7 separate regions of the Mus musculus genome follow, and all the other regions are linked to region 2. Evidence: chromatin contacts called from public HiChIP or PLAC-seq and promoter capture Hi-C data. All regions are on one chromosome and are shown on one strand. The core of a region is the stretch at or near the end of the contact, and the rest is flanking DNA. Distances in the headings are between cores, read along the strand shown. Region 1 has its middle 54 kb from the start of Gm29927. Region 2 holds the start of Pik3r1 (phosphoinositide-3-kinase regulatory subunit 1). Region 3 has its middle 54 kb from the start of Gm41042. Region 4 has its middle 28 kb from the start of Gm29870. Region 5 has its middle 28 kb from the start of Gm41040. Region 6 has its middle 20 kb from the start of Gm41046. Region 7 has its middle 33 kb from the start of Gm29927.

What was found. Promoter capture Hi-C pulls out the DNA fragments that hold promoters and counts their contacts. HiChIP or PLAC-seq counts read pairs in DNA pulled down with a chosen protein or histone mark.
Region 1: an H3K4me3 HiChIP or PLAC-seq map of forebrain shows a contact between it and region 2, with 8 times the contacts expected there. The contact joins the enhancer-like site here to the promoter of Pik3r1 in region 2. A contact is called at or near these places in 10 of 39 promoter capture datasets (3T3-L1-derived adipocytes, the C10 cell line, the HPC-7 cell line and 6 more), 1 of 15 datasets of contacts at CTCF or cohesin (large pre-B cells), 2 of 484 Hi-C or Micro-C datasets (nephron progenitors and stem cell-derived neural progenitor cells) and 21 of 115 datasets of contacts at active chromatin or transcription factors (DN3 thymocytes, the NIH/3T3 cell line, VIP interneurons and 16 more).
Region 3: an H3K4me3 HiChIP or PLAC-seq map of craniofacial prominence shows a contact between it and region 2, with 7 times the contacts expected there. The contact joins the enhancer-like site here to the promoter of Pik3r1 in region 2. A contact is called at or near these places in 5 of 39 promoter capture datasets (the 3T3-L1 cell line, embryonic stem cells, hippocampal neurons and 2 more), 9 of 115 datasets of contacts at active chromatin or transcription factors (astrocytes, bone marrow-derived macrophages, craniofacial prominence and 5 more) and 1 of 9 other capture datasets (embryonic stem cells).
Region 4: a contact with region 2 is called in a promoter capture Hi-C map of second pharyngeal arch cranial neural crest, with 10 times the contacts expected there. The contact joins the enhancer-like site here to the promoter of Pik3r1 in region 2. A contact is called at or near these places in 16 of 39 promoter capture datasets (the 3T3-L1 cell line, 3T3-L1-derived adipocytes, the C10 cell line and 11 more), 2 of 15 datasets of contacts at CTCF or cohesin (large pre-B cells and pro-B cells), 1 of 484 Hi-C or Micro-C datasets (the AML12 cell line) and 17 of 115 datasets of contacts at active chromatin or transcription factors (acute myeloid leukemia, bone marrow-derived dendritic cells, bone marrow-derived macrophages and 13 more).
Region 5: an H3K4me3 HiChIP or PLAC-seq map of forebrain shows a contact between it and region 2, with 3 times the contacts expected there. The contact joins the enhancer-like site here to the promoter of Pik3r1 in region 2. A contact is called at or near these places in 6 of 39 promoter capture datasets (the 3T3-L1 cell line, hippocampal neurons, liver and 1 more), 9 of 115 datasets of contacts at active chromatin or transcription factors (SST interneurons, acute myeloid leukemia, astrocytes and 4 more) and 1 of 9 other capture datasets (embryonic stem cells).
Region 6: a promoter capture Hi-C map of liver shows a contact between it and region 2, with 20 times the contacts expected there. The contact joins the enhancer-like site here to the promoter of Pik3r1 in region 2. A contact is called at or near these places in 24 of 39 promoter capture datasets (the 3T3-L1 cell line, 3T3-L1-derived adipocytes, the C10 cell line and 14 more), 2 of 15 datasets of contacts at CTCF or cohesin (the NIH/3T3 cell line and pro-B cells), 26 of 484 Hi-C or Micro-C datasets (the C10 cell line, the HL-1 cell line, the Patski cell line and 18 more), 52 of 115 datasets of contacts at active chromatin or transcription factors (DN3 thymocytes, the NIH/3T3 cell line, the SCID.adh cell line and 33 more) and 1 of 9 other capture datasets (pancreatic islet).
Region 7: a contact with region 2 is called in an H3K4me3 HiChIP or PLAC-seq map of forebrain, with 9 times the contacts expected there. The contact joins the enhancer-like site here to the promoter of Pik3r1 in region 2. A contact is called at or near these places in 11 of 39 promoter capture datasets (the 3T3-L1 cell line, 3T3-L1-derived adipocytes, the C10 cell line and 8 more), 1 of 15 datasets of contacts at CTCF or cohesin (the NIH/3T3 cell line), 4 of 484 Hi-C or Micro-C datasets (bone marrow-derived macrophages, cortical glia, liver and 1 more) and 19 of 115 datasets of contacts at active chromatin or transcription factors (the 230-238 cell line, the NIH/3T3 cell line, bone marrow-derived macrophages and 15 more).

Annotation. Positions count from the first base shown.
Region 1 is chr13:102,536,084-102,539,958 of GRCm38.p6, forward strand. No RefSeq gene overlaps it. Among named protein-coding and RNA genes, the nearest start is that of Gm29927, 54 kb to the right of the region's middle. Within about 2 kb of position 1,383, at least 49 of the 459 cell types and tissues checked have an H3K27ac peak or open chromatin away from gene starts, as enhancers often do. A contact at or near this core is called in VIP interneurons, craniofacial prominence, embryonic limb bud and 3 more, where this site is marked.
Region 2 is chr13:101,765,746-101,769,780 of GRCm38.p6, forward strand. It overlaps Pik3r1 (phosphoinositide-3-kinase regulatory subunit 1), which reads right to left and starts at 2,472. Exons shown (of 16, transcript NM_001077495.2): 1 at 2,232-2,472.
Region 3 is chr13:100,941,349-100,945,311 of GRCm38.p6, forward strand. No RefSeq gene overlaps it. Among named protein-coding and RNA genes, the nearest start is that of Gm41042, 54 kb to the right of the region's middle. Within about 2 kb of position 2,018, at least 14 of the 459 cell types and tissues checked have an H3K27ac peak or open chromatin away from gene starts, as enhancers often do. A contact at or near this core is called in craniofacial prominence, where this site is marked.
Region 4 is chr13:102,509,479-102,513,156 of GRCm38.p6, forward strand. No RefSeq gene overlaps it. Among named protein-coding and RNA genes, the nearest start is that of Gm29870, 28 kb to the left of the region's middle. Within about 2 kb of position 1,578, at least 2 of the 459 cell types and tissues checked have an H3K27ac peak or open chromatin away from gene starts, as enhancers often do. A contact at or near this core is called in embryonic limb bud and second pharyngeal arch cranial neural crest, where this site is marked.
Region 5 is chr13:100,890,197-100,893,988 of GRCm38.p6, forward strand. No RefSeq gene overlaps it. Among named protein-coding and RNA genes, the nearest start is that of Gm41040, 28 kb to the left of the region's middle. Within about 2 kb of position 2,170, at least 55 of the 459 cell types and tissues checked have an H3K27ac peak or open chromatin away from gene starts, as enhancers often do. A contact at or near this core is called in SST interneurons, forebrain and hippocampal neurons, where this site is marked.
Region 6 is chr13:102,644,924-102,648,954 of GRCm38.p6, forward strand. No RefSeq gene overlaps it. Among named protein-coding and RNA genes, the nearest start is that of Gm41046, 20 kb to the right of the region's middle. Within about 2 kb of position 1,633, at least 64 of the 459 cell types and tissues checked have an H3K27ac peak or open chromatin away from gene starts, as enhancers often do. A contact at or near this core is called in DN3 thymocytes, the HPC-7 cell line, VIP interneurons and 16 more, where this site is marked.
Region 7 is chr13:102,623,174-102,627,174 of GRCm38.p6, forward strand. No RefSeq gene overlaps it. Among named protein-coding and RNA genes, the nearest start is that of Gm29927, 33 kb to the left of the region's middle. Within about 2 kb of position 2,543, at least 134 of the 459 cell types and tissues checked have an H3K27ac peak or open chromatin away from gene starts, as enhancers often do. A contact at or near this core is called in 3T3-L1-derived adipocytes, the NIH/3T3 cell line, cortical glia and 9 more, where this site is marked.

The DNA of each region.
Region 1 (3,875 bases), core at 133-2,632, 770 kb after region 2:
TGCAATCCCCCTCAATTCAACTTCTTTCATAAAACGCTTACATTTTCAGGCTATCCTGTGTGTTTCCATGTGCAGTCAGATTACAGAGAAGCCCCATATTGGGTCTAGTGTCAGAACCCTCAGTGCCTCATGGGTGGCTATGTCCAAGAGCCTTGCAAACATTCGCCTCTGCTTAGAGATCAACCAAAGTTTCCACATTCCACAGACATTGTCTATACCCTAAGATAATCCTACTGGAATATTACTGAGGGTAATAAAATCTTTTCTGGTTTTGGGTTTGGTTTTGTTTTTTTTTTTTTTTTTTTTTGCTCAACAAACAAGATTTTGCTCCACCTGGATTACTTTAGAACAAATCCCAGCTCCTTCATTCTGCGGGTCGCGGGTCGTCTTTATTTTCTACAGTCTTTAAACCTGGAGGCAAGCCAGGTATGGTAGTGCATACCTTTAATCCCAGCACTTGGGAGGCAGAGGCAGAGGCAGGCGGATTTCTGAGTTCCAGGCCAGCCTGGTCTACAAAGTGAGTTCCAGGACAGCCAGGGCTATGCAGAGAAACCCTGTCTCAAAAACAAAAACAAACAAACAAAACAAAACAAAAACCTGGAGGCAAAAAGGAAGTCTCACGCAACACACTTATCCAACAGTACTGAACATCTATAGTGGGTTCAACAGTGTACCCCTAAAATTCAAGCCCCGCCCCAGGACCTCAAAATGTGTCTTTATTTAGAACTACGATCTCTGCAGATGTGATTAGTTAAAATGATACCATATTTAAGTTGGCTGGTTCCAATAACTGATTATTATATAAGGGAAAGTCAGACGAAGGGGTCTCTAGTGGATACAATTTTTGGAGTGACACAGCCATAAGCTAAGGAATTGAAGCTCTTATTCTCAGGAATGGCCAATGCATAGAGAAAAAAATCGGGTAGACTGGGCCCATGTCTACCGAAGGAAGCCAGCCTTGCTGAGAGCCTCGTAGCTGTGCTCTGATCATCCGAACAGTAACAGGGAAATCTCTGCTAATTGAAGCCACACAGTTTATGCTGATTTGTTTGGGTGGCCACAAGAAGCTAACACGTTCTTCAGTCAGGGCTTCAGATGTAACAGCACAAATGACCAAGAGCTCTCCTAGCTTGCTGTTTTCATGGAGAAGACAGAGCCATAACAAAATAAATGAACGTCTTCTTCAGAATTCGATCAATTCAATGAGCATGAGTGAAAAGCCAGAAACCTGTGAAAGTGTCCATTGTAGGTATCACCTCACATGGGTAGCCGTCAATCTGCCCCTAACTCTCCCTTCTACCGGGCCCCTAACACTGCGAGACCCTGTTGATTCTCAGACCAGCTTTTGTCTCTGCTTCCTCCTTCCATACGGTGGTCCCTTGAAGTTTGCCTTCCCCTGCTCTAATCCACAAAAGTATCTTTTCCTTCACATGTTTCCCAGCTTGAGAGTGCACAAGCTGAAGAATGCTTTTATCCCACCCCCACCCAGTTTGGACATGATGGATGGCGGTGTATTTCCTCACCGTACTAAAGAGCAGATCCGATCTGACTTAATTACAGCTGGAGCTCTGTAAACAGCCGCTCGTTACTGCCGAGCCCTGCGGTTTTCCAAGAGAACACCACAAATGACAGGAAGCTGCGAGGGGAAAACAGTCCCGGCTGCCTGTGGCATGTTCCTTGTGAATACAGATACTTCCATTCATCAATGAGGACCTTCTTAAAATCTGGGCCGCCAGCAGGAGAATGGTCTAGAAAAGCGCAGCAGAGGTCTGCGGCTTCCGTGTTGTAATGCGGAGGTGGTCTCTGGGGATGAATCTGAGATTCTCTGAGGAACAGCCAGGCACTGAGAAGATTTAGGGGCCGCCCCTGCCTCCACCACCCATCATGACATGCAGGTGTCAGTGATTTCACCTCAAGGGCTGGCCTCCAAAGGGAGGGGGAAAAATTCCACCCAACAGTGCATGCTTTCACGAGATGAAGGATGCTACCCCACCATCTGACAGACCAAAAGCTGTGGGAGAATGCAGAGTGCATAGAGGACTCCTCCTTCTCCTCAGTGGACATGTGTGCACCAAGAGCTGGGGGAGGCAGAAGGAGTGGAACTCAGACAAGAGCCCGGGATATCTCCAATACTCTGCATGGAAGTAGGTCCGTTGGTAAAATGCAGATCCTGGGTCACTAGACCTGGACAGGAGCTAGAATAACACACTCCGAAGGAGCTCACAGTGAGACCAGTATCACAGGCTCTAGAAGCCAGGAAGGAAGAGGATCAGTGATGGAGTATGGGGGAGAGTCCTGCCCAGGACACTCAATGTTCAGGAGCCTGTGTAACATACAATGCTGCATTATGAGACCTCTGCTTCCATGAAATCTTCGAACACAACCAGAGATAAACTACATTATGCATTAGCTGCAGTTTATCATCCAAAAGTGCAAAAATATTCCTACCTAATAGAAACCCAGTCAAAGTCCCATACCCCACTGCCTTTGTTTGGTACCTGAGATCACTGAACAAAATTCATTTCGCCTGCCTTCTACTCTGAATCCTCTGGTATATAAATCTTCATAACTTCTACCCCATTCAGCAAAGCCAGTTCCGTTCCTTATGTCTGTTATGTTTTACATTTTATTTCCTGATTCTATGAATTAGTAAAAGCTTATATCCTCTCTCAGTGTCTGGCTGGCAGTGGAACCTCAGGGCACCTAGGACTCATTCATTCAGGTTAATTATATTGTAATTAAATGGAAGGATCCTTTGCTTTTTAATGATGAATAATATATATAATATATGTGGATAATAGTATATACATAAATTATATATAATATATACAAATAACATTATGAATAATCTATATGAATGTATACTTACACATATACCATCATTTCTTTTTCATCAAAATATTTTATTTTTAAATTCTTTTCATTGTTGAGAATTCCATAGTGCGTGTGTGTTTTGATCACATACTCCAATCCATTCCTCTCCAATTCCTCCCCTAACCTTCCTGTTACTTTTCCCTCCCAACTTAGCCACTGAACCCACTTAGTGCTACCTGTATGTCCATGGATTTAGGAACATATCCTGAAGCATGAGTGGCCTCCTTAGGAAAACATCCCTGAATAAACAGATTCTTGATTCCCCATCAGGCATCAGTTGCCGCCAATAGTCCCTCAGCCAGGGGTGGGGATTTATGAGCCCTTCTTCCATGCAGGGATTTAAGATCTCACACTGGTCCTGAGCAGGACTCACAGCCACTGTGACCTCATCTATGCATCACTGCTGTCTTGTCTGGGGATGCTGTCTCTACTAAATCTCCATTTTTATAATTTCTTCATCCCCTCTTCAACAACCACTAACATCTCTCTCTCTCTCTCTCTCTCTCTCTCTCTCTCTCTCTCTCTCTCTCTCTCTCTCTCTCTTTCGTGTGTGTATGTGGTAGGGGGTAATATCCATGTCCTGTTTAGAGATGAGTACTTCACAGTCTCTCTGCACATTGGCCCTTTATGAGTCTCAATGCTAATCACCAGCTACTGAAAAACAGAAATTTCTCTGATGAGGGTAGAAATATTAACTAATTAATGAGTGTAAGGGTAAGGTCTCTGGGGCAGTTCATTTCTATGTCAACCGTCTTTAATTGTTTGTTAATAGACACTCAAGTTGTTTCTATAACTTGGCTGCTGAAAAACAAAACAAAACACCATGAACGTAAGAGTCAAAGCAGCACCCCAATGTTTGATCATTTAATTCCTTTTGGTATGCCCCATGAGAGCAATTCCTGGGTTTTATAAAAATTTTATTTTTAATTTCACTTGAAAGTACCATGCAGTTTTCAAAAACTGACTGTACCAATTTACATCGCCACCAAGAGTGCACCAGG
Region 2 (4,035 bases), core at 1,222-3,721:
TGTCCCCCCAAAAACCTCACTGTTGTATACAATTAATATATACTTAATAAAAGAACAAAAGGGCAGGGGGTGCACTGATCAGGTTAGGTGTAATTAACAGTTCCAAAAGATGCATGCACACCACCCACCATCAGCAGCCAAAAATGCATATTTCTATGTGTTCAATTGCTCAGTTTTCCCAAACTAACTTCATACATTAGAAATGTACCAAACACACACACACAGCTAAAGAAAACAATAAATGGAGTCAGTGGGCAGTGAAATCCTTCTTTTTACATGACTGCAGTGCATCCCAGATGTGAAAAAGCAGAATGCTATCATAAAAATGCAAATAAAATGACAGATAACAATGTGCACATGGCAGAGTTCTGTTATGCAACTAGGAACAGGTCTTGGTGCAAGATGAAAGTTAAAAGCAAACTCCCACAACAGTCTGAGAGCCAGTTATCAGCTGCATCCAACTTTCTTCAAATCGTAAAAGCTGACAGACTGCTATGGAAAAGTGGCGTGGCCTGCAACAGGCACTTAGAGGAAGGCAGCCAGCAGTGGCGTGGCACAGAACTCCTGCCAGGCAAGGAGCTTCCCCCATTTAAACCTGCCTTTGAACCACAAGAGGCACAAGAAAAACCAGGATCATTTTCTTTGTAATAAGCAAAAAGCACATGTTTTCCAAAGTTTAAGCAACTTGTGTGCTTCAGAAAATGGTCTGCTTGAGTGCAACTGTCAAAAAAAAAATGAAAAAAAAGGGGGGGGCTCTTGGGGTGCTGGTTCCCTGCTCAGTGACAAACGATGCATGGGCGGCTCACCTGTGCAGAAGGCCCTGAAGTCCTAATGATATCTACTTTAGCAATCAATCTGCTCTGAGGCAGAAATAAACCCATCTGCCTACTACAAGCTTTCTTAGCTCATAATTTACTATCTTTCAAATGCCCAACATGGAACACAAGCTAATGAAATATTAAGAGAGGCTTGCACAAGGAGCCTAGGTCAACCAGCTTTGTGAGTAACCCTACCACCTAAAACTTGAAACTCGATCTCACTGAAATGACAATCTCATGCTACACTTAAAACCCGGAACTGCTTCATCCTTTCCTATTTCACACTGTCTGACAAAGAGGAAAAAGACAGGAAAAGAAAAGGGGGAAAATTAAGTCCTAAAATCATGAAACCCCTAAATAAAGCATAAATTCACACCAGTACAGCAATAGAGCCTGCAGCTTCTTCAAGAATTAACGGTGGAAGTGAGACCTTTCCGGTATTACTAGCGCCAGGAGCAGAATTCCCCTGAATACAGTGCCGGCACACAGCATTCAACATGTCACAGCCACTCCGCTCACACCCTTGCGTTATTGTGCGCGAAAGCTGGTTACTAAAATGCATTTCTGTACATGCGTGCCTGGTCAGAGCGTTTCTATTCTCTTTGTCTCGTGATCTGCCGGGCAGTTTCTGCCTTTGGGAAGGAAGTAGCTTGCAGACAATTCCCCCAGATATTTTAGCTCTGGCTTGCACGCGGGCCGGTTCTCCCTGGCCGGCAGCTTAGTGCTGGGCAGGTCCTTCCAGGGTCGCCCCGCGTTAGGAAAAGCTGGATTTCCGGGCGGTGCCAGGATCCCACTCATTATGCCTCCAGCAACCTGCCCAAGCCCGGCGGGCGCCAGACGCCGAGCTAGAGCCCCAGCCACCGACCGCCCCGAGGAGCACTTCCCCCACCCCGGAAGAGGAGGGAGGCAAACTTCGGAGGGCGGGGGCTGGGGGCGAGCTCCGGGGACCACCATGGCCCAGCCTGGCCGGAGACCCCGGCTGGGGCTCCGGGCCTGGAGGGTACGCCGCGCTAACGCAAAGGCAGCGATCCAGGCACTCTCCTCGCGCGCTCCCGGCTTCGGAAAGCTGCAGGGCGATCGGGGACCCTCGGAAGCGTGAGGTGACGGAGGAGGAGGGGAGCCGGTGACCGCTGGCAACTCCAGGACCGAACGCTCCGGGTAACGAGCACAGCCCGCCCGGGGTGGCACGAAGGAAATGAGAGCAGGAGGTGGCTGCGACCAAGCAAGCTGGTCACTGGCCGGAGAAGGCTTCCAAGTGGCCGAGAGATGCTGGCGACTGGGAGCTGGCAGCCTGCTCGCTTCCCCTTGAGTGGCTCGGCAGCAGAAGTGGCTGCCGGTGACAGGAAGAGCAGCGGCCGTGCGCGTTCGCACCGCTTCCCCCTCCCGGGCACACCGGGACCCGCCGCCGCCTACCTCCGGGTCGGCTCGCTTCCTTCCTCTGCCCAGCCTGGGCTTCAGCGGCCTCTGAAGCTCCCAGCTCCCAGGCTCCTGCGATCCAGCTGCGACCTGCCGTCGCTTCGCTGTCCCGGTTCCTTGGCTGCACAGCCGTCCTCACCGCTACCGCTGCCGCTGCCGCTGCCGCTGCTTCCTCCAACTCGGCTCCAGCTGCTAGCTACTCCTCTCCCTGAGCGGCGCAGCTCCAGCGCCAGGCGCCAGCCCCACCCCGGGCCCGCCCCTGCGCCCCGCCCCCAGATACACACCAATCAACGCCCGAGACCCCGCCCCCCAGCGCCCGAGCCGCGCCCTCCGCCTCTGCCAGTCTCCGGGAGGGCTACCAAGGTCTAGGAGCTACGCTCTGTGCTGCCGACCCTACCCCGCACCCCTCGCTGCCCTCGCCCCCGCCCCCGGCTCGGGGATGCCCCGGGCGACTGGACGGCGCGCGCCCTCCGCTACGGAGCGCTCTAACTCTGCGTGCTTGGGGCTGGCTCGCCTGCGGGGCGTCGCCCAGGCCCGAAGCAGGGAGTTCAAATGGGGATGGGGGTGGGGGGTGGGAAATAAGTTCAGGCCTCTCTGGAGCCCAGCCGGCTGCCTGCGAGACCCTGCCTCTTTCGAATCCACTAGAGCTTCAGGACAGTGGCTGGGTTCAGGAAGATGCAGATGCGAGGGCTCGCCAAAGCGGGGAGGCCCTGTAATTCCTGGCCTTGCCTGCCCAGCTTCCCTAGTGGTCAGAAAAACCGCGCCACCCGGCGTGGCACTCCCGGGGTGAAGGAGGGGTGAAAGGGTGAGCTGGAGCAACGAGTGCCCGCCGCCTGCAAAAGCCTGGCACGGCTGCCTCCAGGAACCAAGGCGGGATCTAGAGGAAAAGGAGTGTTCTGTGAGGAGGGCGCATACCGGGTGATCTCTGGCAGTCCTTGCAAGGCAGAGCCTATGTAGGTCATTCAGCCAGTCCACCGCCTTCTAACGCTTCTGATAGGCTGGAGAAACTCAAATGAAGTCTATGGTTTGTTAGATGTAAAAATGTAGATCCTTGGAGTAGAAACCACTATGGAAGCTGCTCAAGAAAAAAGTGATAATGGCTCAGCCTTCCCAGATAAGAAAGGATGATAGCCCCGTGTTTTGTCTTCATAAAAACGTTCAAGAACTCATGGACTTTTTAAATTTTGCTCCCAAAATATGTCTTATTTTGTAGTTCAGGAACCTGTAGCCACCCACCCTTCTTGCCCTAAAGATCCCTTTTGCAGCTATTCTGGCAACAAAATGCTTTTTCTTAACCAAGAACTTAGTCTGTTGTCAAATTCTAAATTTGGTAGTGTATTACTGTGAGTTTTGGAAGCAGAGGGAAAAAATGAAATTCACAGTTTATGTTAAACAAATGCAGTCACGTTTAAAGGTGACGCCCATTCTAAAAGAAGAGATCTCAGTACACAATTCAGGTACTAATGTTTCTGGTACTCTTGGTATCTAATAAAGACAAAAGCAGGCTGCTACCCACATCACATTTAAGAATTTGCCTACCCATTGGACACGCAAACTTTATATGCCCCAGTACAGGGGAACGCCAGGGCCAAAAAGGGGGAGTGGGTGGGTAGGGGAGTGGGGGTGGGTGGCTACGGGGGACTTTTGGTATAGCATTGGAAATGTAAATGAGCTAAATACCTAATAAAAAAATGGAAAAGAAAAGAAAAAAAAAGAATTTGCCTACACAGAAGATGGCCTAGTTGGCCATCACTGGGAAGAGAGGCCCTTTGGTATTGCAAACTTTATATGCCCCAGTACA
Region 3 (3,963 bases), core at 768-3,267, 820 kb before region 2:
TACATACCTGCCAAGCATTCACCGATAACACTTGTTAGTTCAAATCTCTCTAGGGTTACAATAAAGTGACATGCAAGTTTCTAACTGAAAAGAAAAGACGCATGAAACTGATGTTAAGAAGCGGGTTGCAGCAGTGGGGTGGTAGCACACACCTTTAATCCCAGCACTCGGGAGGCAGAGGCAGGCAGATTTCTGAGTTTGAAGCCAGCCTGGTCCACAAAGTGAGTTCCAGGACAGCCAGGGCTATACAGAGAAACCCTGTCTTGAAAGAAACAAAACAAAACAAAACAAAAAACAAAAAACAAACAAACAAACAAAAAGAAGTGGGTTGCAGCTGACCCATCCCCAAACTTTAAGAACCCACACTCATGACTGACTTCAGTGAAGCTTGCCTTTCACCAGGGTGATCTGGAGGGCTTGCTGAGCTCCAGGGCAGAGCCCACCCCAGAGCTCCTTATACTTTACGGTTGGGGTGGGATCCACAGTGTTTAACAAGTTTCCTGGGGCTAATGATGTTTCTGGTATGGGGGACTTTTTAAAAATATAGGTTTGGTTATTGTAAGGTTGAAAAGCCCAAGAAAGCCGAATTATGGATTCTCCTTTCCCAGTTGGCTGGAGAAAGTAGTTATTCTGACAGAGAGAGGCAAGGCTCAGGAGGTGGAGCTCGGCTCCCATTCTTCTAATGCTTCCAACTATGTGATCCTGGCAGAGTAACCTTCTCTTCCCGGCACCTCCATTTTCTTATCTGAAAAACAGGGGTCTTCTAGCTCATAGGTTTGTGAGTGCGTATATATGTAGTATACCACGCTGACACATAGAATATCTATAATGAGCTGCTGGGGATATGGCTTGTTTGCTAGAGTGTTTATCTAACACATGGGAATCCCTGCTTTTGTTTCCACGCACCACATAAACATGGTGTTAGGGTTGCATGCCTATAATCCCAGCTCTCAAGAAGAGGAAGACCAGAAATTCAAGGCCACCCTTAGCAACATATTGATCTGAAGCTAGCCTGGGCTACATGAGACCCTGTCTAAAAATAACCAAGAGCCAAAACAACAACAAAACTGAAAAAACAAAACAACATATCCCCAAATCCCAAAACACAAAAAGCTATTGTAATGAATAGCTATTCTTTAAAACATTTGAAACTGAAGAAGAACGAAGACCAAAGTGTGGGCACTTTGCCCCTTCTTAGAATTGGAAACAATCACCCATGGAAGGAGTTACAGAGACAAAGTTTGGAGCTGAGACAAAAGGATGGACCATCTAGAGACTACCATATCCAGGGATCCATCCCATAATTAACCTCCAAACGATGACACCATTGCATACACTAGCAAGCGTTTGTTGCAAGGACCGTGATATAGCTGTCTCTTGTGAGACTAGGCCGGGGCCTAGCAAACACAGAAGTGGATACTCACAGTCAACTATTGGATGGATCACAGGGCCCCCAATGGAGGAGCTAGAGAAAGTATCCAAGGAGCTAAAGAGATCTGCAACCCTGTAGGTGCAACAACATTATGAACTAACCAGTACCCCAGAGCTCTTGACTCTAGCTGCATATGTATCAAAAGATGGCCTAGTCGGCCATCACTGGAAAGAGAGGCCCATTAAACAGGCAAACTTTATATGCCCCAGTACAGGGGAACGCCAGGGCCAAAAAATGGGAATAGGTGGGTAGGGGAGTGGGGGGGGGGAGGGTGGGGGGAACTTTTGGGATAGCATTGAAAATATAATTGAGGAAAATATGTAATAAAAAAAAACAAAACAAAAAAAACATTTTTATACATCTTTGAAGTAGTTACGTTTACTAAAAATAGACCGAAATAAAAATAATTAAATACAAGGCACAGGTACTTTAAATAAGTGTAAGGTGGTAATACTTTATTAAATTAAAAAATTCCCTGAAATGAAATATAGCATCTCCATGATCAGCCTTTGTTGTTCTGAGGTTAAGAGAAGTTGGCCCCTGTGCACCACACTGCTGAGGAGGAAAAACATCAGAACAAAGATTGCATAGAGGCATGATTAGGTAGCTTTTAAAACCATGAAACTCGAAACTTTCCCAGCTGTGGGAGTAGGCACAGCTGCTCCGAGTTTTAAAATTTGTTCTTGAGCTTTCCACCCCTTGCAAAATTGACTCCCTTCCTGGCGTGCCTTTGGTTAAGACTTTGGGTCTCTAGGATGCAAATTGTATTTTCTAGGAGTAATAGCCCATTAATCCGATAATATGCACTGACTCTTTCAGACTAGATTATGTGAGATTAGCTAGGTGTTACCTCGGAAAATACAGTGCCTTGCCCTGAGGGAATAGGTCACAGCTGCCTCTGAGGAAAGATCTGGGGTGTGGGGCTTTATGGGGACATGGGCTGCCAAGGGTACTGGGCAGGGCAGGGGCAGGGCAGGAGAGAGTGCTGGTGGGGGATTCAGCTGGCTACAGTCTCTGCCTGGAGAGTTCCACTTTCCAGTGCTGATTGCCCTCTTTTTTTTTTTTTTTTCCATTTTTTATTAGGTATTTCGCTCATTTACATTTGCAATGCTATACCAAAAGTCCCCCATAGCCACCCACCCCCTCTCCCCTACCCACCCACTCCCCTTTTATGGCCCTGGCGTTCCCCTGTACTGGGGCATATAAAGTTTGCGTGTCCAATGGGCCTCTCATTCCAGTGATGGCCGACTAGGCCATCTTTTGATGCATATGCAGCTAGAGTCAAGAGCTCCGGGGTACTGGTTAGCCCTCTTGTGCACTGAAATGGAGGTAGATGGCTTTAGCGTTGGAGGTTTGGAAGCCTCATGCATACCAGCTCCTCTCCAGGCCTCTGCCTGCAGTGCGCATGACCACTGGCTGTGAGAAGAAATTAAACTGAGTTCTAGTAGATGGACTCATAGAGTTAAGCCTCGCTTTGGGGCACAAAGGTAGCAATAACCCAGTGAGCTTGTCTCCTTCTCCTTTTCTAATGATGACTAAGTCACCTGAAGCAAACATTACATTAGCCTTATCCTAAAATCATGGGAAACCCCGAGACAACTGAAAGATAAGGCTTACTGGAGAGCAAGCTGCGACTTCATTTCATTTTAATAGTTTGTGCTGACTGGAAATCTTTAAACCAATCCCACTGGATGATTTTAGTGGCATTTTCTTGGCTAACCTATCAGAGAGATTGGTGCATGTGGCTTGCTTTCTACTTTAACAGCAAGGGCACACGAGGTTTGTTTTCCCCATGACACAGCATCATCCCTTCCTTCTCTCTGTTAAGTGGGAGGTCCTAGGTAGGAGTCTGGAACCCTTTTCCAGCCCTTGGGTTTTGCGGCAGGCTCGTTAGAACCTGACAGGGGTTCTTGGCACTTCAGCTAGCTCTTGGCAGCCAAGTGACCTTTCACTTTGAATGTAACTAATGTCCACTTGTAATGTCCAGCTCATGAATATTGCCAGACAGATTGGTTGATGGGACAACGCATAAAGACAACTGGTCAGCTCTGCCCTGTCCTCACTTGGCAACTAGTGGCTGTGGATGAAGGATGGGCAGTCTCTGTGGCCAGGGTCCTCAGCACCCAGCCATGGAGGCTGAGCTGGCACTGTGGCCTGGGGAGGGGCTGCAGTGGGGAGCAGAGAGGGGGGAGGACATGTTGGGATTGTTCTCAAGGCCAAGTGCTACAGTTCTGTGTCTATATGAACACTATATCTATAGGTGGACTTTAAGTATGGACTTTTAGCATCATAATTCTGGATTAGAGGATTAGAGAGATATTTGAAGATATTATTTAGTAGCTCTTGGTATTATATTGACATATGACACGATATAGGATATTATATTTATTTAGTCACTACAATCATGTAACTTTAAAGTATACGTCACAGATGTGTATATGTGGGGCAAAGTCAAGGAAAGGAACCTATCAGCCACATAGTTACCTTCTTGTGGTAGAAGTATCCACATTGACACTCTACTATTAGCTGGA
Region 4 (3,678 bases), core at 328-2,827, 740 kb after region 2:
GCTTTAGTTCTCTAGTTTCAAAACCTGTAATGAGAAACATTCCTCATAGAGTTATTAGTGAAACAAATGATGCAGTTCTGAAAAAAAAAAATCCCAATCCCCAACAAAATCATCTTCCTTTTCAGCAGCCTTCCTTTATCCCTAGGGAAAATGCTCTAAGATGTTCTGAGGCTCCTTGACTCTCCACAGAATACCAATGTCATACATATTCTCCTTCTAACTTTCCATAAAAAAAAATCTAAGTTACACATTCAGCATAGTAAGAGAGTAATGGTAATGACAAAGCAGAAAAATCATAATAATATATGATACAAACATTAAAAGCATAAGAAGTTTTTACATCTGCAATTTTTCACATGATATCTTTACAGCATGATTGACTGCCAGGTACTGAGACCACCAAATATAAAATTGTGGATAAGGAGCCAACTGTTGGCTGTGCACAGCTGGTAAGCTTACACATCTCCAAGGGACAGGTCAGGGAACAGGCTCCAAGCAGGCATGCAGATGGGCAGCCATTGGAAAAGACTCTAAACTCCTCATTTATATTTGATTGAGGGCAGCAAATGCTTTCTGGAAAGGGAAGAGTGGTAAATACTTTAGAGCTTTGACAGCCACATGGATCCACTCCTGCTTATTCTCTATTATTATAAACCTTTAGTAATTTAAAAGTTATTCCTGGCTTTTGGGCCCTTCAACAAACAAGGGACCAGCTGATTTGGGCAGTAAGCCATATCATGCCAACATCTGCATTCACCATTTCTGCTGACATATTGTTTGCTTTCTGTATTCACCCTGTCTGGTGGCCACACAAGATCCAAGGAGCCTTCAAGCTTTATAACTAGATTTTGCTTGTCTTTGTTGTGTGTTCAGTTTGGTTTTATCAAGTAACTTCAGGATCCTTGGATTCTCTCTCTCATTTTTTTTCATAGTCAATTCTTTTCCCAACAGTTTTCAAAATAAACCTAGAAGTCATGCGTCTATAAATTAGCAGATCTTGCTAAAATAGTGGAAGAGGTTTATTATGTTTTTGTGAGAAATATCAGTGTAATCAATTTAACTGAAAAAAAATGTCTTGTGCAGCTTTAATAGCTAAGGATTTTTCATGGCATACTTATTTCCTAAATTTTCTGTATAGAAAGGAAACGGGCTCTCTGTGCTTCTTAAAGGGGAACTTTATTTCTTGTCATCACCTTGCACATAACCAGCAAGTCTCTGAAAAATTCATCAATGTACCAGAGAAGGAAAAAAAAATGAAAGTAAAGAATTGAGTTTTTCTGTCAACATTCACTTATCTGTCCATCAAGGCTTCATGAACTTTTTTAGGGGTTAAAGAACATTTTCTATGTCAATTCTGAAAAAAAGCAAACAGGAAATCAATACCATGCTCATAAACACAGGGTGGGCCTGGGTAGACATAAGTCATTCTTTATATGTGATTGGCCTCAATCTATTGTGTGTATTGCTGTTCATATATCCTGAAGTTATAGGAAATGTGGGTTTTCAGTAAGCCAGATGTTGATACGACCTTCCTCATAATTGATTCCATGTGCTAATTGCTTTTGCAAACCTACTCATTTCTCTTACCAGGTGGGTCAAAATCTCTTTAGTATAATGGTGATGAAAACATAGCCCATATGTTGTACATTACACACTTGGCAACCACACAATGGAGGCAGGGTTCTCTCTCACCTCTTCTCCCCCACCTTCCTGTAGGGAAGGAAGAGTTGGCTGCAGTCAGCAGTTGGATACTTCAGTGCCTCATCAACTCTCATGGATTCATTCCTAAACTAGGTCCTGGGCACTGTTGTTCTACATCCCACACAACTACCTGTTTCTTCTTTGGGGGCTTCACTGCCATTCTCATTTGAATATTTATACATTCTTATCATTTTCCCACCATTTTCTTTTAAATAATAAAACATACCTTAGTCAATTTCTGTAATATACCGTTTGAATCTGTCACATAATCCCAACCAGTAACAGTAATTGCAGCCCCTTTTTTAAAAGAAATGTATAACCCTTCTATGTCCCATGTGTGGATGGAAATACCTAAAACTTTCTCTTTTAGATTTATTTATTTTAGGTATGTGAATATATTGTCACTCTTTTCAGACAGACCAGAAGAGGGCATCAGATCTCATTACAGATGGTTTTTGAGCCACCATGTGGTTGCTTGGAATCGAACTGATGACCTCTGGAAGAGCAGTCAGTGCTCTTAACTACTGAGCCATCTCTCCAGGCCCAGACAGAAATATCTAAATCATATAGAATTTATTGTCTAAATGTCTATTATCCCCCCTGTTGGATTATCTCTCACCTACTATTTTGGTCTTAATTACAATGGTATCTTGCCCATAATTTCACTGTCCATACAAAATCAGAAAAACATACCAAAAGGGATAATATTGATTATCAACTTGTCAGGATCCAGAATCATCTATGAATCCAGCCTCTGAGCATCTCTGTGAGGTTATGTGGAAAGACACACCATAACTATAGATGGTGCATTCTGTAGGTTGGCGTCCTGGACCAAATAGAAAGGAGAATGGGAGCTAAGTATGATAGTTCATTGCTTTCTCTTTTCTGACTGCAGACACAACTACAACATGACCAGCCACTTCAAGATCTTGACACCATTACATCTCTGACACAAAGGACAATACCCTTGAGTTGCTTCTTTAAATTGCTTTTCTCAGGTACTTTGTCACAGCAACAAGACAAGTACCATGGAAACTAGAAGTTCTCAATTTTTATGACCACCAAACCTAGAAAATGATGTGTGTGTGTGTGTGTGTGTGTGTGTGTGTGTGTGTGTGTGTGTGTGTGATGTAGGATCACCAAACCAGAGATTTGGGTATCTGAAGTGGATTTAGGAAATAAAAGGTTTTAGCAAGCCTTCCAGTTGATTTAGATGTAGTCCATCCTTTGGACAAGTACAGAGTCCTGTGGGTGGAGACTCCTTGGGAAACACTCTGGAAATCATAGAGAAAGGCAAGCTGCATTTTGTTCCTGCTACAAGAGAGGAGCAACCCAGTAACCATCAAGTTGCAAAATGGTAAGTCTCATAGGTTATTGTATTTGTCAGAATTCTCCAGAGAAACTAAATCAATTAGATGATTGTAAAGACTTAAAACAAAGTCTAAGAGTGTAAGTATACCGGCAGACTGGAGACTTAAATACTCTGAAAAGAGGCACAGTTGAGTACATTCTGCATTCTGCTGTGGATCCAGGCAGAGCCGATGCAACAAATGAAGTAGGAAGACCATCTGCTAGACAATCCACAGTTGATCAGGGAGGGGCAAGCACCCTTTTATCACTTAAGCTTTCATTATACTGGAAGATATCCACTCACATTATAGGAAGTTCTGCTTTACTCAGTGACCACTCTTTAAGATGTAAACCTTACCATACTCTCAGAGAAACATCCAGAATAAGTTTTAACCAATGGGCATCAAAACACAGACAAGTTGCAGTTGTACGGCAGCTTCAAGACTGAAACACTCTATCCTATAGGAAAACTTGTTAAGACGGGAAGTAAAAAAACTCAAAACAACTCAGGAAGTCTCTAAAACTGACTAGATCCACTAGGCCCCTCCTTCCCAACAGTAAACAGTAAAGACTGCACTAAAGAGAGCCACTCTCAAATAAGCCAAACTGCAAAGAAGACCAGCTGCC
Region 5 (3,792 bases), core at 920-3,419, 880 kb before region 2:
CCCTCCCTCCCTCCCTCCCTCCCTCCTTCCTTTCTTCCTTCCTTCCTTCCTCCCTTCCTCCCTCCCTCCCTCCCTCCCTTCCTCACTTCCTCCTTCCCTCCTTTCCTTCCTTCCTGCTTTCCTGCCTTCTTCCTGACTCCCTGCCTCCCTTTCCGGGGAGAATAACAGTTTATCTAGGCAAGGGGGTGGGAGGTGAGCATGGCATAATACAAGGTAGAACTGTCAAAATTTAATATTCATCATCCTATAAACATTGATGGTCCCTCTTAGCAAAATTACAATCCATTGGGAAGACTGTATGTGGCGGGGTTGTGTGTGTGCAGGTGGCTGTGCACGCATGAAGTCATCTTCCATGGTGCAGAATACGTAATGCTGAACCGGAGAACTCCAGGAGTAGTGACATAAACATTTTAGAATTGCAAGGGTAAGGAGGAGATGGGATCGCCAGGGCTGTGTGTGTGGGAACAGGATTGTGGAATGACTTATGTACTGTGTGCATGAATAACTTCCCTGTGATGAAAAGCTGCTTTAAAAAGAATTCTCAGGACTCACTGAGAGATGGCTCAGCAGTTAAGAGTGCATACTGCTCTTGCAGAGGACCAGAGTTAAGTTCCTGAACTTATGTGAGGTAGGTCACAACCTAACACCAGCTCCCGAGGATCTAATGTGTTCTGGCCTCCTCAGGAAACCATGTTTACAAACACCTCCCCCCTTACATATAATTAAGATGCTAAAATAAGGGACTGGAGAGATGATGGCTCAGTCGTTCAGCGCATTGGTTGCTATTCTAGAGGACTCAGGTTTGATTCCCAGCACCCACATAGTGGTTCACAAACATTTACAGTTTCACTTCTAGGAGATACCACACCCTTTTCTGGTCTCTGCTATCACCAGGCACACAAATGGTGCACAGACATTGTCTAGTCAGGGTTCTCTAGAGTCACAGAGCTTATGGAGAGTCTCTATATAGTAAAGGAATTTACTGATGACTTACAGTCTGCAGTCCGATTCCCAACAATGGTTCAGTAGTAGCTGTGAATGGAAGTGCAAGGATCTAGCAGTTACTCAGTCCCACACGACAAGCAGGCGAAAGAATGAGAGTGAGACTCCCTTCTTTCAATGTCCTTATATGGTCTCCAGTAGAAGGTGTAGCTCAGATTAAAGGTGTGTGCCACCACATCTTTAATCCCAGAAGACCTTGAACTCGGAGATCTCCCTGTCTTAATCTTCTGGAATCCATAGCCACTATGCCTCAAGATCTCCATACCAAGATCCAGACCAGAAACTTCTATCTCCCAGCCTTCAGATAAGGGTCACTGGTGAGCCTTCCAATTCTGGATTGTAGTTCATTCCAAATATAGTCAAGTTGACAACCAGGAATAGCCACTACAGACATGCATGCAAGCAAAATATCCATACATATAAAATAAAAAAACATTGTTACACAAAGCTAAAATAAAGAAAAAAAGAAAAGAATTATTGATATATGAAATCATTTATAGGAATAGGAATATGTTGATTTTGGAGACAAAGTTTGAGCTTAGACACATTTTATTTGGGGGGGGGGTGATTGTTAATTTCTCTGTTCCCTAGGCCTGAGGAAGGGTTGAGTACAGTCGGTTCCTACAACTTTCCTATCTCCCCTTATGCCACATTCACATCCTACTCTTATAAAAGGATAAAAGTGTCCATTATTTTGTTTGCACAAACTGGAAAAACAATAAGGTTCATTTTACCAAATTTTTCTTCAAAACTGAAACCTAGAGAGATGAAACTTTGGAAAGATCAATCTTTTAGAAAAACATATTACATCTTATTTATCGATCGTGAGTCTGTAAAGGGCATGCATCACAGCCCAAATGTGGGGGTCAGAGGACAACTTGTAGGAGTTGATTTTCTCCTTTTACTATGTGAGTCCAAGGGATGGAACTCACGTCACTAGCCTTGGTGGCAAGTGTATTTACCCCTTAAGTTACCTCGCTGGCTCAGGTAAGCACCACCTCTTGGGAGTGGGAGTCCCAGGAACCTTCTTATTCCTCGAGGAATTAGTAAATTCACCAGAACTAAGAACTTCCTGCAAATGCCTCTCCAATCCTTAGTTCTCAAGGAGCGAGGGCTCAGCCTGCACTGCCACAATTCGCCATTAGAGGGCAGTGCAGCCGCGAGAGCCGAGGAAGGAGGGGGCGAAGGATGCTTCTTAGCACTTGGAGAGTGGGAGGAAGTGTCTCGCAATGTTTGCACTTGAAGCATCTCAGTAGTTAGATATTTCACTGGCACAAATGGCGTGTCCTCTTCTAAATTTTGTGCGAATATGAAAAGGCAGTAACTTTGATCTTAGTGCATGTTCTATGGCTATCTATTTCGTTTCGAGCCAGGAATTTATTAGGACATCGAAGGGAAAGGCAAGAAGAACTTTAGATGGGCACATCTCTATTTCCCTACTTTTGCGATAGATTTAGTACACGCTCTGAAAGAATACAGTGCCGGCTGAAAAGTGCTCTGTTTCCTCTCTATTATTCTAAAATAGATGTGCTTCTCTCACGCATGGATGGACCATTTACCCCTGATTTGTATCTCGGGGACAAATCTGACTCGTTAGCGCCGTTATTTGTAAACTGCTAACCTGGTTCCCTGCGCTCTTGTAACGCTATCTTGATGGGTTGCTGTGAAAATGTGAAGCTGCCTGTCAGGCAGGAAAAATTATGTAAAAATGATGTGGGTATAGAAAATGGAATCGACAAAATGTAATAAACTCCCCCTGGGCTGGAGAGCCGAGCTGCATATGTAATGAAGTAGTTTAGGATTACGTCACCTTTTATATAACATCTGGCAGTGACTTTTATTTCAGAGCTAATTTGAAGAAGCCGGGAGCTCTTTTTTTTTTTTTTTCCTTCTCCCTCCCAGAGCCTGCCTTTATCTGAAAGAAGTAAAAGGAACAGTTACATTTTGCATGCAAAGGAAGCTGGAGTGGTTAGATTATTTCCTTGGGGTAATGGAGAAAGGGAAAAAGAAATAGAAGAAAGGTCAGGTGAACACAGCAGAGGGGATGGATAGGTTTGTGGGATTCTTAGACACACTGGACCAGTGCAAGCAGCCAGACAGATAACCTGGGTGGCTTGGCTCTCCTCTCCTCTTCCCTCTCCACTGCCCTTGCTTGGTCAGCATATACCTGATCCAAGAATACCATGGCAATAGTTTGTCTGTAAATATTTGATTCGTAGTAACAAGTTATAAAAATGTCTTAGATGATTGCTTAGTCCTTTGGTTTCTTTATCTTTCAAGGAGAAAGCCATCCCTCCAAACAACACCTGCCTTCCCTACAGTGTCCAGAAGCACACATCTGTTACAGTATTCACACAGTCAGCTCGACTCTGTCTTTTTGTCTAGATCAACAGTGATGAAGGTCTACGAATTTCCTCTCGTGGAAGAGAGAGCTCAGGATGGTTGGGACCATCTTTGCATCTCTCCTTTTTTTGCTGCTCCAAGCTTCTCTGCCAAGCTTGTCTTGTCACAGTCTGGTCCTTGCTGACTGAACTGTGTTTGATGACCTCACTGTCCCTCTTCATGATATGTTTTGAATCTTCCAGTCTTACTAAAACCCCAAGATATCCTTTCCTGAATCCCAAGGCCACGTGTATAATTCAGACGGGAGATTTTCTTACTTTTTTTTTTTTTTTTTTTTTGTGGCTGATGACTTTCCAACAGCGTGTTTGAGAGTTAGTGGGATGTTTCAAAGTCAAACAATAGATTTGCATATGATAAGGGAGAACGTGTTCTCAAGAAGCTGAAGTA
Region 6 (4,031 bases), core at 383-2,882, 880 kb after region 2:
TGGTGCATGCGTTTTGCTGGCTCGCTCTTGACACAGACTATTTTCTGCACGAAAGGCTCTTTCATTGTGTTTTCCTTATTTGTATCTTTTTCGGGGTTTGGAAATGAGGTGTTTTCATAGCGCCACCTTGTGGTCATGAGCCATATGAAATTTATACACCCAGCCTAACCTCAGCTTCCTTTCCCGGACTCGGCTTGTTGGAGATTTTTGTTTCGCCTTTGTTATTGTTTTCTCTTTCCTTCTAGTTAATATTCAAGAGTTGTTCTTTGCCAGTGATGCTACTGAGAATAATGACCCAATTCAAACAAAATAGACCATTAAAAATTTTTATGAAAATGTCCTAATGTAGTACCTGCACACTTAGGGATATGCCCCTCAATCAAGGGACTGCGGAGAGGGGTGTGCTAAAACCCCATGGGCACAGGAGAAATGTTGAGGCGGGCTTTAACTGAGAGCATTCTGGCTAAACTTCCCTTACATCTGCCGTGGTTTTCAGGGCTGGCGCTGGTCTGAAATTCAGAGAGCTCAGCAGGACAGGCAACTGATTCCAAGGCACAACGATGGGAATATTAAAGCCATTGATATTCTCCACACGGCAGCAGGAGCCACAGCCAGGTGCTAAAGGAATTGGTGGTTTATGAAGAAATAATCAAATATTCTTTCCTTCCCTTCTCTTTTTTTTGTTTTGTTTTGTTTTGTTTTTTGTTTTTTTGTTTTTTGTTTTGCTTTTTTTTTCCAGCCTCACACCAGACCCAGCCTTCTTATCTCCAGGGAGAAGAGTGCCACTCTGTAAAAATAATAGAACTCTTCCCCCCATGTCTCCCAAAACCACTTCAATTCTGAAGGCTTCATTACACTCGAAGAAACTCCGGTCCAATGACAGGTGTGGACTGTCAAGCTTTGAGGTAGGTAATCATGGAATAGAGTTTTTAAGATTTAGATAACTAAATCCACTGAAGGCTCCATCCACCTTTGTAAGTCGTTGACTCTCAGAAATTTGAAACAGGCCGGGAGGTAAATTTGCATGGTAGAAACAAAAGAGGAGAGGATACCTGGGGGTGACATTAACAAGAAAGGACCCGGTCCCTGGGCTACTTAAGAGCACCAAGGCTGCTCAAGGACCTTCCCTGAGTGGAGGCCTTGGAAAAGGTGACCTAATTTAAAGGGCGAGCTGAGATTCACACATAACTTTGTGCATGCATGCGTGCACATAAGCTCAAGGATAAACATCCAGCCCCGTTGGCATAGACATCGGGTTTCGCCTCAGCTCCTAGATTTGACCTCTGTGAAAGACAATGGCTTCTGACTTTCTCAAACGTCAACAAGAAATCCGCAAAGAAGGCATAGGGGTCAAGGACTCGAAAGTCGCATTTGTAGACAGTGTCACAACAGTGTCGCCCTGACAGAGCGGCTGAGGATAAAACTCTTATGTGTTTGAACCTGGAGAGGATGAGGTAACTGGATGGGCCACAGGAAGTCCCAAGTGGGCCACGGAAATTGACAAACCCCCATGTGTCATCCCACAAGTGAAGGTTCTGGAAGTTTTCCAAGTCTGCCAGTGATCCCAGCTGACCTTTCTCAGTCTGGCAGACTCGGGGCCAGACTGTGGAGAAAATGACTGAGAAGCAAATTCCTGCTGCTTCCTGGTGAGCCCGCTTCACTTTCCAGTAAGTCCCCAGTGGTATAATTGTTCCTTTATCTGCACAGGAAGAGAATTGTCGATTCCTTCTGGAAACTAGAGAGGGCCTGCCCACTCTCCTGGATGCTGGCTCAGAGTCTGTGCATAGGCAGACCTGGAAGGAAGCCCGGTCCTGCGGGGACCACCATGTCATAGTAGCTCTCAGCATCAGGCTGGATGGGGACTTTAATTCTCTAAGATTCAAAGGCCTCGTTGATGATCACCAAGCAGAACTTGCTGTATGTTACTATGAAACTTGGACCAACAAAGGGTGACCCACTGGCCAAAGCCAGGCCCTCTCCTGTGTTTATGACCGCGTCTTTTCAGAAGCATATCCCCGCTCGTTCACATTAGTCCCCTGTACACCAACTCCCCTCCATGGCAGAGGTGAGGAGCTGCACCAGAGCTCCCATGTCTGCCCAGCCCGGATTGCTCACTGCCTGGGCCTTCACATGAGAAAAGCTCACTGACTCCAGTTCAGCAGAAAGGCCGTTCTGGTAAGGCAGTGTAGTATCTGGAAAGACCCTGAGAAGGGACTCAAAGGCCTGAACTCAGGCTCTGCCTCTATCAGAAACCAGCAGGTGAATGACTGAATACCTTTCCAGGGGCACGGGATGTAAAAAAAAAAAAAAAAAAAAAAAAAAAATGTGATCTCCATCTCCAGTGCCAAACTGGTTACCCAATACTTTTTGTTTCCAAAAGCTTTTTTTCCTATTTGTGACCCAAGGACTATGATATTTGAGGTTATTACATTGGTATTGACACCTTGTAAAAAATAAATAAATATGGGAATACAGAGATAGAGAGTTCCTTGGTTTAAAGCACTATCTGCTCTTTGAGAAAACCCAAGTTTGGTTTCTAGCATCCATCGAAGTAGAGTACCCTACAACCATCTATAACTCCAGCCTCAGGGGGGTCTGACACCCTTGCTGGCCTCCACATGTACATGTGTGTGCAGACACACACACATAGACACATAAATTTAAAAAAAAAAAAACATTTTAAAGAAAGACTAGAAACACTCATTTAGGTCCCCACACAGATGCATCCCAAAGTACTCAGAGCCCACTGATACACCCACACTTCCTGCATTGCCCCTCTACAGAAGAGACATGTGTCTTCTGGGGCCTCACCATCTGTGGAGCAATGATCAAAACATTACTATTCAGTTACTCTCTAAGCACAGCTGTAGAATCACGGAGACGTGTTTTTACAAAACCAAGCAATTGTCTGAGTCTGTCTCCCAACCGAAGAACGGGGAAAGTCTAATTCACAGAACAATTCCTACTTTATAGAGCCTTTATATACAACATGCGGGGTACACTCCTGTTTACTTGTTTTTCATGCCATCTTTATTTAGTGTGTACTTTATAAGACTTGCAAATAGTTTCCAAACATCTCCGAATTTAAGAGGAAAAATGCAACTGAGTGAAGCTGATTTAAATTAGCTTAGTCTGGGTTCTTCCCAGAAGCAGAGCCCAGATGAGAGAAGATGCCTTATTTTTGGAATTGATTTGAGGAAACAAGTAGAGAAACAGACAAATTAAAATAGGGCCAATCATAGGGTCTTCAACTAGGTTGGTTACTGGATATGGACAACCAAGGATCCTTCCTCCTGGGCTACTGTGAGCTTCTTTGTGGAATGGCTTCTGGTATACCTTCCTGAAGGATGTAGGTCAGACATAATGATACACTTACTCCCATTATTGCCCTATGTGGCTCTAATCTGCTCACATTTCCAGTGTGAACACGAGGCAGAAGTCAGATCTGCCACAGCCTGAAACTCCATATCAGCAACCAAAGATTGTATGATACACCGGCCGGAGGGAGCCCATGCATCACAACTGCATAGAGCATTCATAGCCAAGACCACAGTCAAACAGCAGGCTGGGAGAACATAAAGAAGGACACAAAAACACCCCACCCAGCATGTGAAGTCTAAACCCTACTATGTCATATTCCCCAATCACCAGCACTTAGGGTAGTATGGCTGCAGTAGTCCTTTACTATCAGGGATGCCTCTGACATTATAATAAATTCCCTTTGTTTGCTGGCTTATGCAGAAGACATCAGATTAACACTTTTGATGAAAAGGAGAACTCGAATTCTCTCCCATTGAATAGAGAGCAATGAATGGAGGAGAGTGTAAGAGATGTCTCCAGGGGCTTGGAGAGATGACTCAGTGGTTAAGAGCACTGACTGTTCTTCCAAAGGCCCTGAGTTCAAATCCCAGCAACCATGGTGGTTCACAACCATCTGTAATGGGGTCTGTAATGGGATCCGATGCCCTCCTCTGGTGTGTTTCAAGAGAACAACACTGTACTCACATACACAAAATCTTTAAGAGAGAGAG
Region 7 (4,001 bases), core at 1,293-3,792, 860 kb after region 2:
CAGAACAAAGGCTAACCTGGCTAAAGTGTTCCCTCTTCTTGGTTCAAGTCTCTATCCACAGCTTCCTTGGCCAATGTGATGCTTTCTATATGCTTAGCCCAGGGAATAGCACTCTTTGGAGGTGTGGCTTTGTTGGAGTAGGTGTGTCACTGTGGGAGTGGACTTTAATACACTAGTCCTAGCTGCCTGGAAGCCAGTATTTTGCTAGCAGCCTTCAGATGAAAATGAGAAACTCTTAGCTCTGCCTGCACCATGCCTGCCTGGATGCTGCCATGTTCCCACCTTGATGATAATGGACTGAACCTCTGAACCTGTAAACCAGCCCCAGTTAAACGTCCTTATGAGTGTTGCCTTAGTCATGGTGTCTGTTCACAGCAGTAAAACCCTAAGACAGACAGAGACACTCTCATAAAATGACCACACTCAGGGAAGCCCAACGCATGACAACTTCAGGAGGAAAATATGGCTCGAGTGTTTTTATTGTTATTATCTTGTGGGGAGGTGTTTTCCTACATGTATGTCATTCACTACATTTGTGTCTGGTGTCCAGCAAGGCAGGAAGAGAGCATAAAATCACCTAAAACTACAGTTAAAGATGGTATTGACCCACCATGCAGGTGCCGGGAATTGAACCCAGGTCCTCAGCAAGAGCAGCAAGAGGTCTGAACCACTGAGCCATCTCTCCAGCCCCTCATGGTTCACTTGTATTTCCTCCCAGGTCAGATCCAACTTCACCAGCCCAGGATTATTTTCAGTCATCACCCACGCAATTTGGATTCTTCTCTTTAAGAGGTTGTGAGGATAACTGAGCTCACCAAGCAACCAGTGGTTAAATTATCCTGCAGCAGAAAAGATTGCCTCACCCTGTGCTCATTCTTCCTTCTACATCTTTGGAGGACGTAGCCTCTTCTGTTCTCTAGAAAATCGCTGCCATGGTGGTAGAACTGCCATGGAGCCTTGAGTTAGCTCTCTGGGAAGACGTTGGGGAAGAAGGAAACTCCAAACCTAACTTCAGCCCATCACCTTGCTATTCCAAAGCTTTAAAGATAAAACTGGTGTTGTTTTTTGCTTTTTGGCTTTGTTTGTAGTTTGTTTGTTTGTTTTAAATAATAGGTCTATGAATTAATACTCTGGGGAACAAAGTGCCCAGGACTACTTAGGCAGAGAATAATTGTTACCTATTTAAAGTGCCCCACAGATCCAGAGGGCAAAACAAAAAGTGATCTTTCAGGCCACATTGTCCCTGTCATTGGGCTAATGCCATGTTTAAGACAGCTGGCTTTATAAACTCAGATAGGCCTCTCTGGCTGAGATCTAGTCCCACATAGGTGGAACGGTCTCCCTTAGACCTATTTCCTTCTCAAACTGTAAGCCTGAAGGCCCATTTGCTCTCTGTCCCTTTTCACATGTTACCAGCCTTTCTTCTCCTAGGGTTTATGCCCCGCCCCCAATGTAGGAGGACAGTTTAGGGTCTGTAATGATCAAAGGCAAAGTTAAGGTTGAGCATCTATTTTTTTAGCCATCAGATGACTCCCTAGGGAGAGTGAAGGCCCCAGGAAACATCTGCTGTTTCACAGAAAGGATGCCTGGCTCTTTCCTCACTCCTTGGAATTCTGAAAAGGTCTTCATCTGATCTCTCAGTTCAGTGGCTACCATGCCATGAGGGGTGTGTTTGGTAGGGGGTGAGGGTGGGGAACACTCATTCTGCACACAAGGACTTTCAGTTTTCTAGAAGCCAAACTTGTTTGCCTTTGAAGAAGGGATGTCTCTCCCATCTTTCTACCGAAGACTTGGGAGTTTATTTATTTATTTATTTATTTATTTATAGGGCTCTGTGTTAGCCTCTTCATGGGTAACCCTCCCTTCACAGTTTGAGGACTGTCACCAGCCCAGGAGAGGAAGATCAGCTCTTCCTCCCCTGGGGAGTTCAAACTTTTCCTTGATGTTTCTGGTGATATATCAGTCAATTGTCCCAAGAGCCAACCAAAGACGGGCTAGGGGAGAGACCGACACACCAGCCTCTGTGAACAGAGAAGATCTGGAGGGTCATTCTTGAATGGGTTGCTGTAAGGGAGGAGATGAAATATGGGGCAATGTCTCAGAAGGCCAAGAGGCAGAGCTAGGGAAAGGCGGCAGATGTTGTCGAGGCTCCTCTTTCAAGTTCCTGTGCACTCGGAATCTGCAGATGTATGTTGGCAGGGCTACAGTCAGAGTGAATTGGGAGGCAGGGGTTCACACATCTGGAAAGCATTTGCAGAGGGCAGAGTTCAGAAGTGCTCTGCCTCTGCTGCCTGCAGAGCAGCCTGTCCAAGCAGACTGACTCGGAGTGGAGGACTGGCTGGAGACACTGGGGTCTCGGTCTAAGTGGAAGATCTACCTAAGCCAGTAGGTTCTCCTCACTATCATATCAACCCCATAGGAAAGCTGAAATGATCATAAGATGAGAGTGAGTCTGGGGAAAGACTGGAGTAGAGAAGAGAATGCTCCCTAACTGTGAGAAGTCTGGCTTCCAGTCAAGAAACAAAATGTACTTGGACTGAATCCAGTGCATGAGTTAACTTGAGAGCAAAGAACACCATTCAGGGGAGGGGAAGAAAGGCCACTCCACTGCATAGGAACACCCAGCGGTTGTGCTCACGCCACACTGGCTTTTCCCAGAAGTCTCTGTACATTTCGCCTTCATTTGTTTCAAGAATGCAAAAGACACTCTTTAGCTGGGGAAAATTAATTACTCTCTTTGAAGGATTTATGGGGTTCTGCGGAGCAGAAAGAGAGAGAGAAAGACCCCCAAAGCCTGGGTTATCACCCCATTGCCCCTCAGCCTCTTGCTGTCCAACATGAGATGTGGGTCTGCTTCCCAGAAAGGCCACCTCGGCCTGGGGGCTTAGCTCCCCTCAGGGGAAAAGTTTCAGGGTGAAGTCATGTCCCAGTGCAAAGGTCCTGCCATCCCCATCAGTACAAATGATCCAGTGCACAGCTGTTCATGGTGCTTAGCTGGGGGCCTCGTGTCCCTGTGTTTAGTGATGTGACCCCCTCAAGGTGTGATAATGACTTAAAGATGCTGGGGCTTAAGCACATTGGTCGCTGTGATCCTGATCCTTGGAAGAATCAGAATCCATCTGGAGAGAGAGCATGGCAAATATAAAGAGAATGAGTTATAAAACACAGCACAAAACACGATGTATACCATGTCAGGAAATAAAACAAGTCTAGGCAAATGTCCTCAGACTCCCCCAAGCCTGCTGACCTTCTAGATTGATGAGTGTCTCACATCCCATAGTTGCCCAAACCAGTAACCTATGGCGTATCTCCCCCTTCACCACCAGCTCATCCTCTATGGCCACTGGATACTACTGTTACGATATCCTTAGCATCTCTTCATGGGGCTGTCCTCACTTCAACCCATTACCCTCAGTGTGCCTACCTAGAATCAATGCAGCTGAGAACCCAATTCCCAGTTGGCCACTCTGCTCTCAACCTTATCCCACTAAATTGGTTTTCTGGTGTGTCTTTCTGAATTTAAATATGAACATGTCACACTATTCTAAAAAAAAACACACCACACGATCCTCTGACTTTGAGGACAAACATCAGCTCCTTGGTATGACAGACAAAATCCTTGTGATCTGGTTCTTATCACTTTCCTCACTTTGACTTGGGCTGCTCTGGTAAGTGTTCAAAAACAAGATGCTCAGGCAGACCACCACTGTGTCCTGGAAAACCTGGCCAGCCCTCCCACCTCCCAGCAAGAGTTAACTTTACATTTCCTGATTATTCCACATTCCTTGTTCATCTGGTCCTTTGCACATCTTTATCTCTCTAACACAAATGACCCTGTTCCTATTTCCTCCAAACCTAGACATCCTTCAAGCCCAAGCTGGTCCAGAGACAACTGGGAGAAATGCCCGGTGTTTCAAGGGGATTAAGGTTCAAGAGAAGAAGCAATCAAAAAAAGGTGTGTCTTCCATTGCAAACACTAGCAAGCGTTTGCTGAAAGGACC